2 separate regions of the Sus scrofa genome follow, and region 2 is linked to region 1. The links are chromatin contacts, called in public Hi-C maps. All regions are on one chromosome and are shown on one strand. Each heading gives the region's core, a stretch centred on a gene start, on an enhancer-like site or on the middle of the called end of the contact. The rest is flanking DNA. Distances are from core to core; before and after follow the strand shown.

Evidence for each region. Hi-C and Micro-C count contacts between places; a contact is called where the count stands out from the background.
Region 2: a Hi-C map of retroperitoneal adipose tissue shows a contact between it and region 1, with 2.3 times the contacts expected there. The contact joins the enhancer-like site here to the promoter of LOC102164731 in region 1. A contact is called at or near these places in 1 of 5 promoter capture datasets (liver), 20 of 47 Hi-C or Micro-C datasets (adipocytes, alveolar macrophages, blood and 9 more) and 2 of 2 datasets of contacts at active chromatin or transcription factors (alveolar macrophages and skeletal muscle).

The regions. Positions count from the first base shown.
Region 1 is chr10:57,925,538-57,931,234 of Sscrofa11.1, reverse strand. LOC102164731 (endogenous retrovirus group V member 1 Env polyprotein-like) reads left to right here and starts at 2,119. Exons shown (of 2, transcript XM_005668194.3): 1 at 2,119-2,215. It also overlaps a transcript of CCNY not described here.
Region 2 is chr10:58,030,382-58,036,467 of Sscrofa11.1, reverse strand. It overlaps CCNY (cyclin Y), which reads right to left. Exons shown (of 9, transcript NM_001244388.1): 3 at 3,066-3,166. Among named protein-coding and RNA genes, the nearest start is that of CCNY, 12 kb to the right of the region's middle. Within about 2 kb of position 2,192, at least 3 of the 83 cell types and tissues checked have an H3K27ac peak or open chromatin away from gene starts, as enhancers often do. A contact at or near this core is called in retroperitoneal adipose tissue, where this site is marked.

The DNA of each region.
Region 1 (5,697 bases), core at 870-3,369:
TAATCCGTTATTTTAAAGACAAAGCCTCTACCCAATATTAATTAGGGCACAACATAAAAGAGAAATTATTTCCAATGTTTCAACATTTTACGGGACTAGGTAATGATTTTCTATAACAAAGTCATTCCTTCATTCACTCCTTTAAAATACAATACTTACGCGGTCTTTACAATATGTAAGATAATTCTTTCAGGTGCTTGGGGCCAGAGCAATGATCAAGACAGAATGGCCTTAATATTGGTCTAGATGCTTTTAAATGGTTCACAGACAGCTAAAGAGCAGGTTAATACAATGAAAGTCTAAAATAACACCACTAGACTGTCATACTGCACCCTAATTTCCTAAGTGCCCATTATAAACCAGATCTTGTATTAGCCTCTTCTACATATGGTACCCATGTAGTAAAGCTGCTGTGTTCGAAAAAGAGGAAATTAGAAGAAATTAAATAAGACCAAACAAAGAGAAAATTCTTCCCTTGGTAGTTTAAATTTGGCTTTGCAAACTAAAGGGAATGCGCCATCCTAAAAGTAACAAGAATGAATTATGACAGTTGTGCCAATTCATTCACACAAGAAAATTTTCCAGATTACTTCAACCACACCAATTGTGAAAAGACTTCGTGCTTAAAAAAAAGTCAAGCTGTCATAAAAATATATTTCCAATTTTAAAATTTTTAAGTTGAAAATTACATAAATTATAAGACGCATAAACTACCCATCTACAGATATTAAGCCACGTAGCTGATTGACAAAATAGTGCTAATAAAGGCACTGTTAAGACCAATAAAATAAACCACCATTACCACGTGTAGTGATCAGTCCTTTACAAACCCTAGTCCCAACCAAAAGTCATTCAAATCAATCAGAAATTCACAAGACTCTGTAATTCAGCCCCAGGCAAAGAAGAAGCGACTTAATCCAAAACTGTCAGCAAACTGCTGTGATGGTCCCGTAAAGAAATTTTAATAGCATTCAGGTGAAGCTATTTGACTGCAATCCCACACCGCGCCCCGCCCCCGCAAAAAAAAAAATTTTTTTAATTCCTTATTGTTGTTGGTATTTTGGGGGGATTAGCTTTTATGGAAATGGGGTCTGAGGCCAGCAAGTGGGATCAATTTGCGAGTTTCCGGAGAGCTGACCCAGGCACCCAGTTCTCCGGCCGCAGGTAGCGACTGCGATTCCAAACTGGGAACTCATTCCTCGGCCGTGGCCAGGGTCCCCATCCCCTTCGCCTTTCGGAGGACGGGGCGGCTCACCCTTCGGCGCGCAACTTGGCAGGCGGCTGGCTCTGCCGGACAGACGTCCAGAGCCCGGCCTGGACCCCGCCCCGGCCGGCCCTCCGGGGCGAAGACCCCGGCCCGCTCGCGGGGACCGGCCGAGAGCAACGGCCGCCGGGCGGGGCGCGGGGTGTGGGGCGCGCGGTCCGGCGGCGCGGGGCGCCGGAGGAATCCGAGAGACCCCCGCCCTCCCGCCCGCCTTACCGTCGATGTTCTCCCGATCGCTGATGTGCTGCAGGTTGCAGCCCGTGTCCTCGCGGCTCAGGTCGGCGTCGGGCCGGCAGGACTCCAGCCGCGAGTGGGCATTCCTGCGGAGCTTGGGGCTGGACGACACGCAGCACGAGGCGGTGTTCCCCATGGCGGGCGCCCGGGCCCCGGCGCGGCCCCGGGTCAGCAGCGGCGGCGGCGGCGCGGCCTCGCCATGGGCGGCCCGGCTCCCCTCGCCCGGCCCGGCGGCCTGTCCGCGGCGGAGGAGCGCCCGCGCCCGCGCGACTGCGGCCGCCCGGCCCGGCTCACCCCGCCGCCGCCATGGCGGGCGCCGCGCAGCCGCCTCCGCTTCCCGATCGGCCCGGCTCGCCGCCGGCGGCCGCAAGCGGTTCCGGTTCAAGGGGCGCGGCCGCTCGGGACGCGGGGTGGACGCGGGACGCGGAGTGGACGCCGGCGGCGGGAACGCGGGCGGCCGTGGGCGGCGAGGACGCGGCCGACACGGAGGCGCGGCCGGGAGCCCGGGCGTGGGCGGCTGCGGGGACGCTGGGCCCGCCCTACCGACCCCGCCCTCCGCGCCCTCCGCGCCCCGCCCACCCGGCTCGACCGCGCCCCGCCCACCCGGCCCCGCCCCGCCCGCTGCCCTGGAAGCGGATGCGCCGCGGAGGAGCGGGTGGCTTCTCACAGGCGCGGGCAGCGCGGCGGCGTCGCGAGGACCCCGCGCTGGGACAAGAGGTGCGTGCGGCGCTCCAGCCGCGAGGCGGGGGCTGCGGGGCTGCTCCGGGCTGAGGGGCGGGGCTTTTTTCGCTTCTCTTTCGCGCGCCGAGAGGCACTGGGTAGGATAGGCGCTCTACCCCGTCCTGAGCCGCCGGCCGTCCGCCCGGAATGCACCTCGGGCCCGGGAGGCGCCGCGCTCCCCGCGGGTTACTGTCGGGTCCGCCAGGTAGCGCCTGCTCTCCTGTCACCTGCCCACGCCCCGGGCCGTGCGTATGGGGACTTTGAGGGGTAGTCCCCGCCACCTCCTCTGCAACGCTGCACCCTCGCCTGTCCCGGGGGCAGAATAAGGCGGCAGGAACAACCCTTCTCCCCATTCCAAGTGGCAGGGAAGGCGTCCTGAGGGGAGACGCGGGGACAGAATGCTCTGTACGGAGAAACCAGGCGCAACCCATGGTCTATATGAGGAAACTGAGATCCAGAAACTCAAAGTGTTATTTACGGAGGCAGGTACCAACTGGGAAGAAAAGTAAGGGCAAGCATCAGCGCTCGAGCATCAGCGATATGTGTACATCTTGCTAAAGGCCATGTAAACATTATTTTGTCGAAATCTGAACGAGTGTAACCTTTTTTTTTCCATTGCTTTTTTTTTTTTTTTTTTTTAAGGGCCGCACCTGCAGCATATGGATGTTTCCCAGGCTAGGGGTCTAATCGATCTGTAGCTGTACTCCACAGCTTAGGGCGCGCGGGATCCTTAACCCACTGAGGGAGGGATCCGCCCCAGGTCCTCATGGATACTAGTCAGATTCGTTAACCACTGAGCCACAAAGAGAGCTCCTGTAAACCTTTTTTTTAACCTGTGCTCCCTCTCCGTCCCTTAGTAATGTTCATACATTTATTAGTCCATCTTTTAAAAAGCTCCATGCTCTGGACTGTATTATTGCCATTTGTTGGAATGTCCTTGTGAGATCCTGCTGGCCCCCTCCACCTATGTCTGTAGGGTAATGGGGGTTGATGAGCAGCCAAAGATAAGACGATTTACACCCCTGCCTTACTGGCGAGGTCAGGTCTAATCTTTACTCGTTCCTTTTTTGTATATGCTGACATGGCTGTCCCCCTCCTCAGAAGAGATGTGTTAAGTAAACTGAGAGCTAGTATATTTTTAGCACAGAGTGATTCCAAGAAGGCAGAAAATCAGAATAGAAGATGCATCTATTAGTAGTTCCCAGATATTGGTCATGAAAATATCCCCCAAGAAAGTAGGAAACCAGTGGGTCCTGTGGTTTGGGATATATCAGTACCAGGAAAGGCGAAGCCTGTGGCCCCAGTGGAGATAAAAGTTAAAGCCTGGAGGGAAATAGCCTGGAATCCAGAGGCAATAGCCTTTAAAGCCTGAGGCCTTGAGAGGGGGCATCCAAACACTGCTCACCAAATTCCTAAAACACCGGCCCATTTGGCCTGCCAGTCCTTTTATAACGCTCAGATTCTCCCTGACCAAAAGCCTAATGAGCACACCATTTGGTGTGAGACATAGGAACAGTGAGTATGGAAGGCATCTCCATTCACCCAATGGTGCCAACCCCACCCTACTCACCCAGATGCCAGGGGGCACTCAACATTTCTCTGTGTCGGACTTCAAGGGTGCATTTTCCCATACCCCCATTTCCCCCTGCATCGGACGCTCAGTACCTTCTTGCCTTTGAATGGAAGGATCTGGTCACTCTGGAGGCTGCTCAGGTAGACTTGGGCAGTGCTTCCATGGGGCTCTGGGGACGGTCCCCATGTCTTTGGAATTGTGTTAGCAAAAGAACTGAAGGAACTGAGGCTGAAAAATGAAACTTGGTTAACGTATGTTGGTGACCTATTAATAAGTAGTGAGACAAAGCAAGATTCAGATCAGAATGCTGTTAAGGCCCTAAATTTATAAAGTCTTCGCAACAAAGACTCAGATTTCACAGCAGCAGGTTCAGTATTTAGGATTTGTTGAGCCCCGTTGCGTGAGGCCTGGCCATAGATCAGAAAACAGCAATTAGGAGTTCCTGTTGTGGCGCAGCAGAAACGAATCCGACTAGGAACCATGAGGTTGTGAGTTTGATCCCTGGCCTCACTCAGCATTGCCATGAGCTGTGGTGCAGGCCGGCAGCTGTAGCTCTGATTTGACCCCTAGCCTGGGAACCTCCATATACAGCAGGTGTGGCCCTAAAAAGACAAAAAAAGAAAGAAAGAAAACATCAGTTAATACCATCCCCAACCACAAAAAGACAACTTGAGGCTTTCTCAGAATGGCTGGGTTTTGCCATATCTGGCTCCCAAATTATGGCCTTACAATCAAACCCCTAGTTGAAGCTCTAAAGGGAGAAGAAAGGGAGCCCTTCCAATGGAGTAGGGACCAGCAGTGGGCCTTGGAGCCTCTGAAGACTGATTTGAATAGGGCACAGCACTAGGGCTTCCAATTTTTTTTTTTTTTTTTCCACTCCTGCAGCATATGGAGTTCCGGGCCGGAGATCAGATCTGAGCTGCAGCTGTGGCAACACCAGATCCTTAACCCACTGTGCCAGGCCGGGGATCCAACCTGCATCCCAGCGCTTCCAAGACACCGCCAATCCTGTTGTGCCATAGCGGGAACTCCAGGGCTTCCAAATTTAAACAAACCCTTCACCCCCGCCCATGGGAGGTTAATGTGGGCACTGGGAGTCCTGACCCAAAAGATGGAATCAGGAGTTGCTGATGTGGCATGGGGGGTTAAGATCTGCCGTTGCCACAGCTATGGCATGGGTCCCAGTTGCGGCTCAGATTTGATCCCTGGCACTGGAGCTTCCATATGCTGTAGGTGTGGCCAAAAAAATAAAAAGGTGGGACCAAATCAAAGGCCAGTGGCTTACATTTCAAAACAACTGGCCCTGGGGTGGCCCAGCTGCCCACAGGTGGTAGCAGCCATGGCCCTACTGGCCAGTGAGGCTTCTGAGTTTACGTTGAGACAACCCCTAGATGTATTAACGCTTCATCAGGTCCAGACTGTGTGAGAAGCCAAAGGACACCATTGGTTCCTCGGAGGAGGGTTAGCAAAGTTTCAGGCTCTCCTATTGGATACCCTCAATATTAGTTTAAAGGTGAGCCAAGCCTTAAACCCAGCAACTCTTCTCCCAGCTACTGACAGTGGAGATTATTGCATCATTGTACAGAGACAACAGAACAGACTTAGATCCGATCTTCTAGATGAACCCCTTGGCAACCCCGAGGCCAAATGGTTCACTGACAGTAGGCGCTTCATGGAGATGAGAACCGGAATGGCAGGATGCTCTAGTTAGCTGAAAGGAAATCATAGACGCCAAGGCCCGACCACTCGAGACTTCAGCCCAGAAAAATATTTTTACTCATTCTAAATGTGGATTCCATGTGCTACATGCTCCTGCTGCCATTTGGAGAGAGAGAGGAATGTTAACTGCTAGAAATTCTCTCATAAAACATAAAGATTTAATCTTGGCTCTTTTAGAAGCAGTGCA
Region 2 (6,086 bases), core at 943-3,442, 110 kb before region 1:
AGCAGAGAGGAAGCAATGCTATTTTCTTGACCAGGAAAACAGCTCCTGACTGCTGGCGGTGTCCTTGTGACTCAGCTGGCCAAGCAGAGGAGCTGAACCCAGAGGGGCAGATGTACCAAGCTGCCCTCACCATGGTCAGGGGCCATGGGTGCTGTGGGTACTGCGTCAACAGCTAGAGCACCCCGCACCCCATTCTCTCTGACTGCCAGCCTTGTGCTCACACATGGTTTGAGGCATGGGTCTGCTGCAGAGGCCAGAGGTGGGTGGCAAATGATAAATTCATACCACAGCTGTTGGCATTTAGAGGAAAAGATGGGAAAATTAAGTTCTCAGATAAGGTATTATGCCCACGAAGAAAATGACCACAAAATCATGCCCAAACTTTTCACATGCCCACTTCTCTTTGACCAACAGAACTGCAATCTAATGTCCACCAATTCCCTAACTTAGCACTTGTAAATATATTTGCTCCTTTTGGCAATCCTCAATCTACAGAGGGGTTTCTTCTAAAATTAGCTTGAAAATCAACTGTTAGAACCCAAAGCAATTTCTTTTTGGCTTTTCTTTTTTGTCTTTTAGGGCCACACTAGCGGCACATGGATGTTCCCAGGCTAGGGGTCTAATCGGAGCTACAGCTGCTGGCCTACACCACAGCCTCAGCAACACAAGATCCGAGGCTCGTCTGCAACCTACACCACAGCTCATGGAAACCCCAGAGCCTTAACCCACTGAGCGAGGCCAGGGATCCAACCCACAACCTCATGGTTCCTCGTCAGATTCATTTCCGCTGCGCCATGACGGGAACTCCTCCAAAGCAATTTCTCCATGCTTTTCAGGAGGCGAGCCCAGCCCACAAGTGCTGGCTGTGCCCACACGCAGTGAGACTGCATTAACGAGTCTGCAGCAGTATTACCATGTTGGGGAGGAGGCCAGGGTTAGACAGGGTATTACAGGAGGGCCTTCAGCCTGCACACCCCCCTGCCCTTCAGGAAACTCCCTCCCCTCGTGCCATCAGAGGCCCCGGCTGAAGTCACCCGGGCCAGCTAACACTCCAAAACGACTGAAGCCAAGTGGCGTGTGAGCTACAGGGATTTGCAGGGAAGGATTCTGCGGTGTTACTACGGTTAGGATCCACCCTGCCCAGCTCCTAGGTCCAAAATGCACATTTTTAAGATGGGGCACATCTGAAAACAAATACGCTGCCGACTGAAGGAACATCAGATCCGGGTGGTGCTGAGAAAGCATCTCCTGAGTCTGAGAAGCCACAGCGTCCACACTGAACGTTGCGTGTCGACACTCTGCCGTCTTCACTGACCCCGCTTTCCGCGTCTTTTCCTCCAGGTGTGATCCACAGTTTAAGCTTTCAAGGGAACCTGAAGGCAGGTGCCGCTGACATCAGGGTCCTCAGCCCTGGCCGCCCATGGCATCTCCCAGAGGCGCTGACAACCCAGATCCTGGATCTGCGGGGCCAGATCTCAAGCCTTGCAGGGCTCTAAGCCCCTGGGGCCTCACAGCTGCGGCTCAGCTGGAACCACGGGGTCACAGACCTGCTTGTGACTCTGGTGCTCACACTTCCCAGACCTGACATTGAAATGCTGAACCGTCACCTGGTTTTACACTGGCCCCAAATGTCTGTGTCACAACCAGAGGCAGTGGCCACCTGAGGATGAAGCACTGAGCTTCCACGGCTCCCGCCAGCGCTGCAGGGAGGGTCCCTGCGCCCAGGGAAGTCAGGCCTGAGGACTCGGGTGGGATCAGCAGCCGCCGGGTCCCCAGGGGAGCCCTTCCCAGGGGTGCCGCACTTCGCACTTCCCAGCACAAAGCCAGTGTGGAGGCAGAGGCTCGGCCAAGGGCAGCGCTGTGGCACCAGGGCTCACACGTGCTCCCAGCCTCAAGCACCAACCCATCCCGCCCTCAACTCCCAACACATGGAGCAAAGATCTCTGTTCCCGCCTGGACCTTAGAAACACGCGACCCCCAGGAGGGACGGCAGGCTCCCTCCCACTCTCCCCCTGGAGCAGGTGAAAGCCACAGACGACCGTCAGAGTCCCTACTGCCCGCTGCCACATGTGGTCACATTCGGAATGGGGCTTCGAAGCCACTGGAACAGCAGGCTTCTTATTTAGGACACACAGCCTTACTGCACGTGCTAACACGCGCTGCTGTTAAATGTGTACTTTTTTTTCACATGAGTACGAAGGCCAAACAGCCCAGGTTTCTCAGAGTTGAGCCAGAGGCCACAGACCTCAGTCCGTCGGGGTCTCTGTGGCCTCCACTGAGGCTTGTGACACACTGAATGCGGGAACCTTTCGGCACGTTCATGTCACAGAAGGGAACTGACACCCCAGAGGGAAACGCTTTTACCCAAAGACGGCCCTTCCTCCTTAGTTCCATTTTATAGTAAGTCCCCAAAGCGAAGGGAGTCACCCACACCCTCCCTGCTGGGGACAGAGCCAAGGCCAGAACTCCGCTCTCCACTCCTGGCAAGTACACTTTCACGGCGCCAGGCCTGCTCTCTACAGCAGCGCCAAGTCAGAGGGGGACCCACTACCTTCTGAAGAGCTGCCAGGATGGCTTCGACAAGTGGGAAGGTATGCACAAAATCAAAAATAAGCTTTAACCTACATTTAAAATGACTGAAAAATGTAGTCTTTTTATGTAAATCGTAATATGCACAAGTATGTTGAAGACCCCACATTTTAACTCCCAAAATCTTTTTTTTTTTTTTTTAAATGGCCACACCCACAGCATTCGGGCCAGGGATTGAATCTGAGCCACGGCTATGACCTCGGCCAGAGCTCTGGCTACACTGGATCCTTTAACCCACTGCACTGGGCCTGGGATCGAACTCGCACTCCACAGTATGAGCTGCTGCAGTCGGATTCTTAACCACTGCATCACAGCAGGAACTCCTCCAAACCATTTTTTAAAAAGATTTCCTGAACAGTCCATGGCTTCCCCCTGCCCAGGCTTACCCACCCTCAGCGCCTGCAATCAGTGAGTTAGCCATCAGGTTAAGGAACAGAAAAGACACTGAGTTAAGGAAAAATTAAATGCATACCCACCATTTAATTGTATACTTGAGGTTTGGTTGACTGACTGTGCTATCGTCTAGGAAAATAGTCGAGCAGGAGCTGTATTTCCTTGCTATTTGTCCCGGAGGATGCTAAAAAACAATGCCAACAAAACAAGGACAATTAAGCAGGGCTCCACATTCTTCCAAGGCACATCATCCCCTTCATCCCGAGACGAGGTTACAGAGGGAAAGGGCCTTAGCAAGTAACGCCAGCGCTGCCAGCAAGACCAGAGCAGAACCCACGTTCCTCCTACAATGAAATGTCACGTTCTTCCACGCGGAAAAGTCACCACCACCACTCCTGCTCCCAAACCTCCGTCACAACAGTGAACTCCCGCGAAAGAGCATCAAAGGGTGTGTGGCAGGGTCCGTAAAAGCCACTGTGAGAAGCAAATATCCTGACTTCCAGGAGGTGAAGACATAAAGAAAAGAAAAAAAGCACTCCTTCTCTAAAGGCAAAATCCATCTAAAAGCACATCCCACCAGTGCTTATTAAACAAAAAATACATGAAACACATTTAAAAAAAAAAAAAGTGACAGTAAGGCTTTTTATGCTGCACATCTGTAACATTTCCGAAGTATGTAAAAGAAAACACGTGAGCGAGTGCTTCACTTGATTAGACTTTGCCGAGAATGACGGAGGTTGTGGTCGGGGAGCAGAGACCACAGCTTCGACCATGAACTGCTCGGCGGGGGAGCAGAGACCAGCCCAGGGACCGAGAAGCCCAGGGACGGAGAAGGCCAGTGAGGAATTACCTCTAAGGATACACGTTTCTATCTTTGAAATAATGTATGCTTTGCAAGTTAAAAGTATAACTTAGTAGAATAATACAAGTTTAGAACTAGACTGAAGCAAGATCATCCAGGCCACGTAGTCACCCGACTACATTATCAGACGTGGAGACCCAGGACTACCCGCGACCTCTTAGGCTGCATGCTGAAGAGGATGCTGCTGACGAGTTGTGACGTCAGTCAGACAGGCAGCCACACACGTGTGCACACGCACATAATCCCTGGGCGGGACAAAGGGGCGGGGACAGGAAGGCCACTGGTCCCTCTGTAACTGTCTGTGAATCCGGCCCTCACCTTCTCAGATGCTCTGTACATCACCTCGGAGCTCCCTGCAGGTAGCTCAGGTGATAGGGAACCGAGGGGCCGCCAGGCCGCATCCCCACCCCTCCACCACGCCCACCCGCCTGGAAGACGACCTGCCGTCCCCCCACCTTCTCCCAGTGCAGAGGACGGCTGGCTGCTTCCTGGCCGCCTCCCCGTCCAGCCTTCTGCTACCCTTCTGCTACCTCCCTAAATAAGACGGCCTCCTCTCCCTCCACACGCTCCCAAGCACCGTCTCGTCCATTGATTCAACAGCCTTGTGCTCCCTGATGAGGCCCGAATCTCTCCTCTACCTCAACCTCTCTCCTGAGCTCCCGCCACCGGCTGGACGGCTCTACCTGGAGGGGCCTGTGAGGCTCAGAGCCAGAAATCCACAAAATGCTCCTGCATCTCCTCTCGCCCTCTGCTTTCTCTGGTCTCCATGCATCAAGTGCCCATCATTCCACGTCCTAAACATTTCTCCAAACTGTCTCTTCTCTCCCTCCCTCGAGCCACTCTTGGGGCAGGAATGACCTCTGGGCGCCAGAGAAACCTTATTTTTCTCCCCCTGGTAGAAGCCGTTTCCCTGCTGTGACCGCCATCCCTAAATGGCTCATCTACACCCAGTGCTTCTGCTTTTCTTAAACAGCAGTAGCCTCTTTGTAGATTGTCTCAGTAATATGTATTAAGCAGGTGCTCCAGACACTAAGGAGACATTAAAGAAACAACATCCCTCACAATAAAGCAAATAAGAAAACAGACAGGTTTTCTAGACAAGGGCAAAGAGCAACAGCTGTCCCAGAGTTCCACGACAAACTAAGTTACAAACTTTACTGGGCGCCCCATTCAGAAAAGAGGGTTCTCTCTGACTTCAGATACACAGGCGAAACCACCTCATGGGTCTGACCCTCTGGAACCCGGAGGAGGAGAGCAGGGAGGGGGGCTCGGGAGCCGGGCGCCTGGGCCCCAGCGCGGGCTTCGCTGCTCTGCTGGCTGATTCTGTGTGCCTCCCCTTCCTCATCTGCAAACGGGAGTGAGTGAAAAACAGTAGCTCCCGAGCGGGGAGCTGTAATCACATGAAAGCAACCAGGACAGCGCCTGGCGCAGAGGTGGTCAAACACTTCGGCAGCCGTACTGGTTATTATTATCACCACTCTCCTGCCTTAACTCAGGACACCCGGGTGTCTTACAACCTGAAAAGCACAGCCGTCAGGGGCCTGACGGAAGCTGTGGGTGATCTCACTCAGATGCTCCTTCAGTTGGTGGGAAGAGCACACCCCAGCACGGGCAGAGCGGAAACGCTACTTTGCAACGGGGTCTGTTCTGTTCTCAGAGCGGAGGGCCGTGCTGTCACCCTGTCCTCTGTCACCTGAGGCAGCAAGGATTTCTTTTAAAGAAAGAAGCACAAGATTTCACTCTCTGGGTGGGGAGAGAAGATGCAGAGAGGGCACAACGCACACTTGCCCTCGACCCGCGCCTGCGTCCCAGCGGGGCAGGTGCCAGGACCGAGTGCATCGCCAAGGGGGCGGCGAGAAGGGAGACAGGTGCACAGCCAGGCGCGGGGCAGGCGCGGCCCTCCCTCCAGCCCCCTGGAACGGGGCTGCGGGGACCAGCGGAGGCGGCCGGCTGCTGTCTCCACTCTGGCCTGGCCCTTGCCGGCTCCTCTGCAGACACGCCAGCGAGTGGGGAAGCGTCCCGGTTCCCAGAAGGGAAGGGAGCAGGAGTGAGGATTTACAGGGTGAATCCAAACCTCTATGCCCAGTATACACAGCTCTCAAAAAAAGGGGAGTGTGTGTGTGGCAATTTTCAACATGTTTTCCTCAAGACACAGCTTACAATTTCACAGATGCTTCGCACTGACGCTTTAAAATGTGAGAGGGCCAGGGAGGGGTCATGAATTGCTTTAAGGATCTAATAA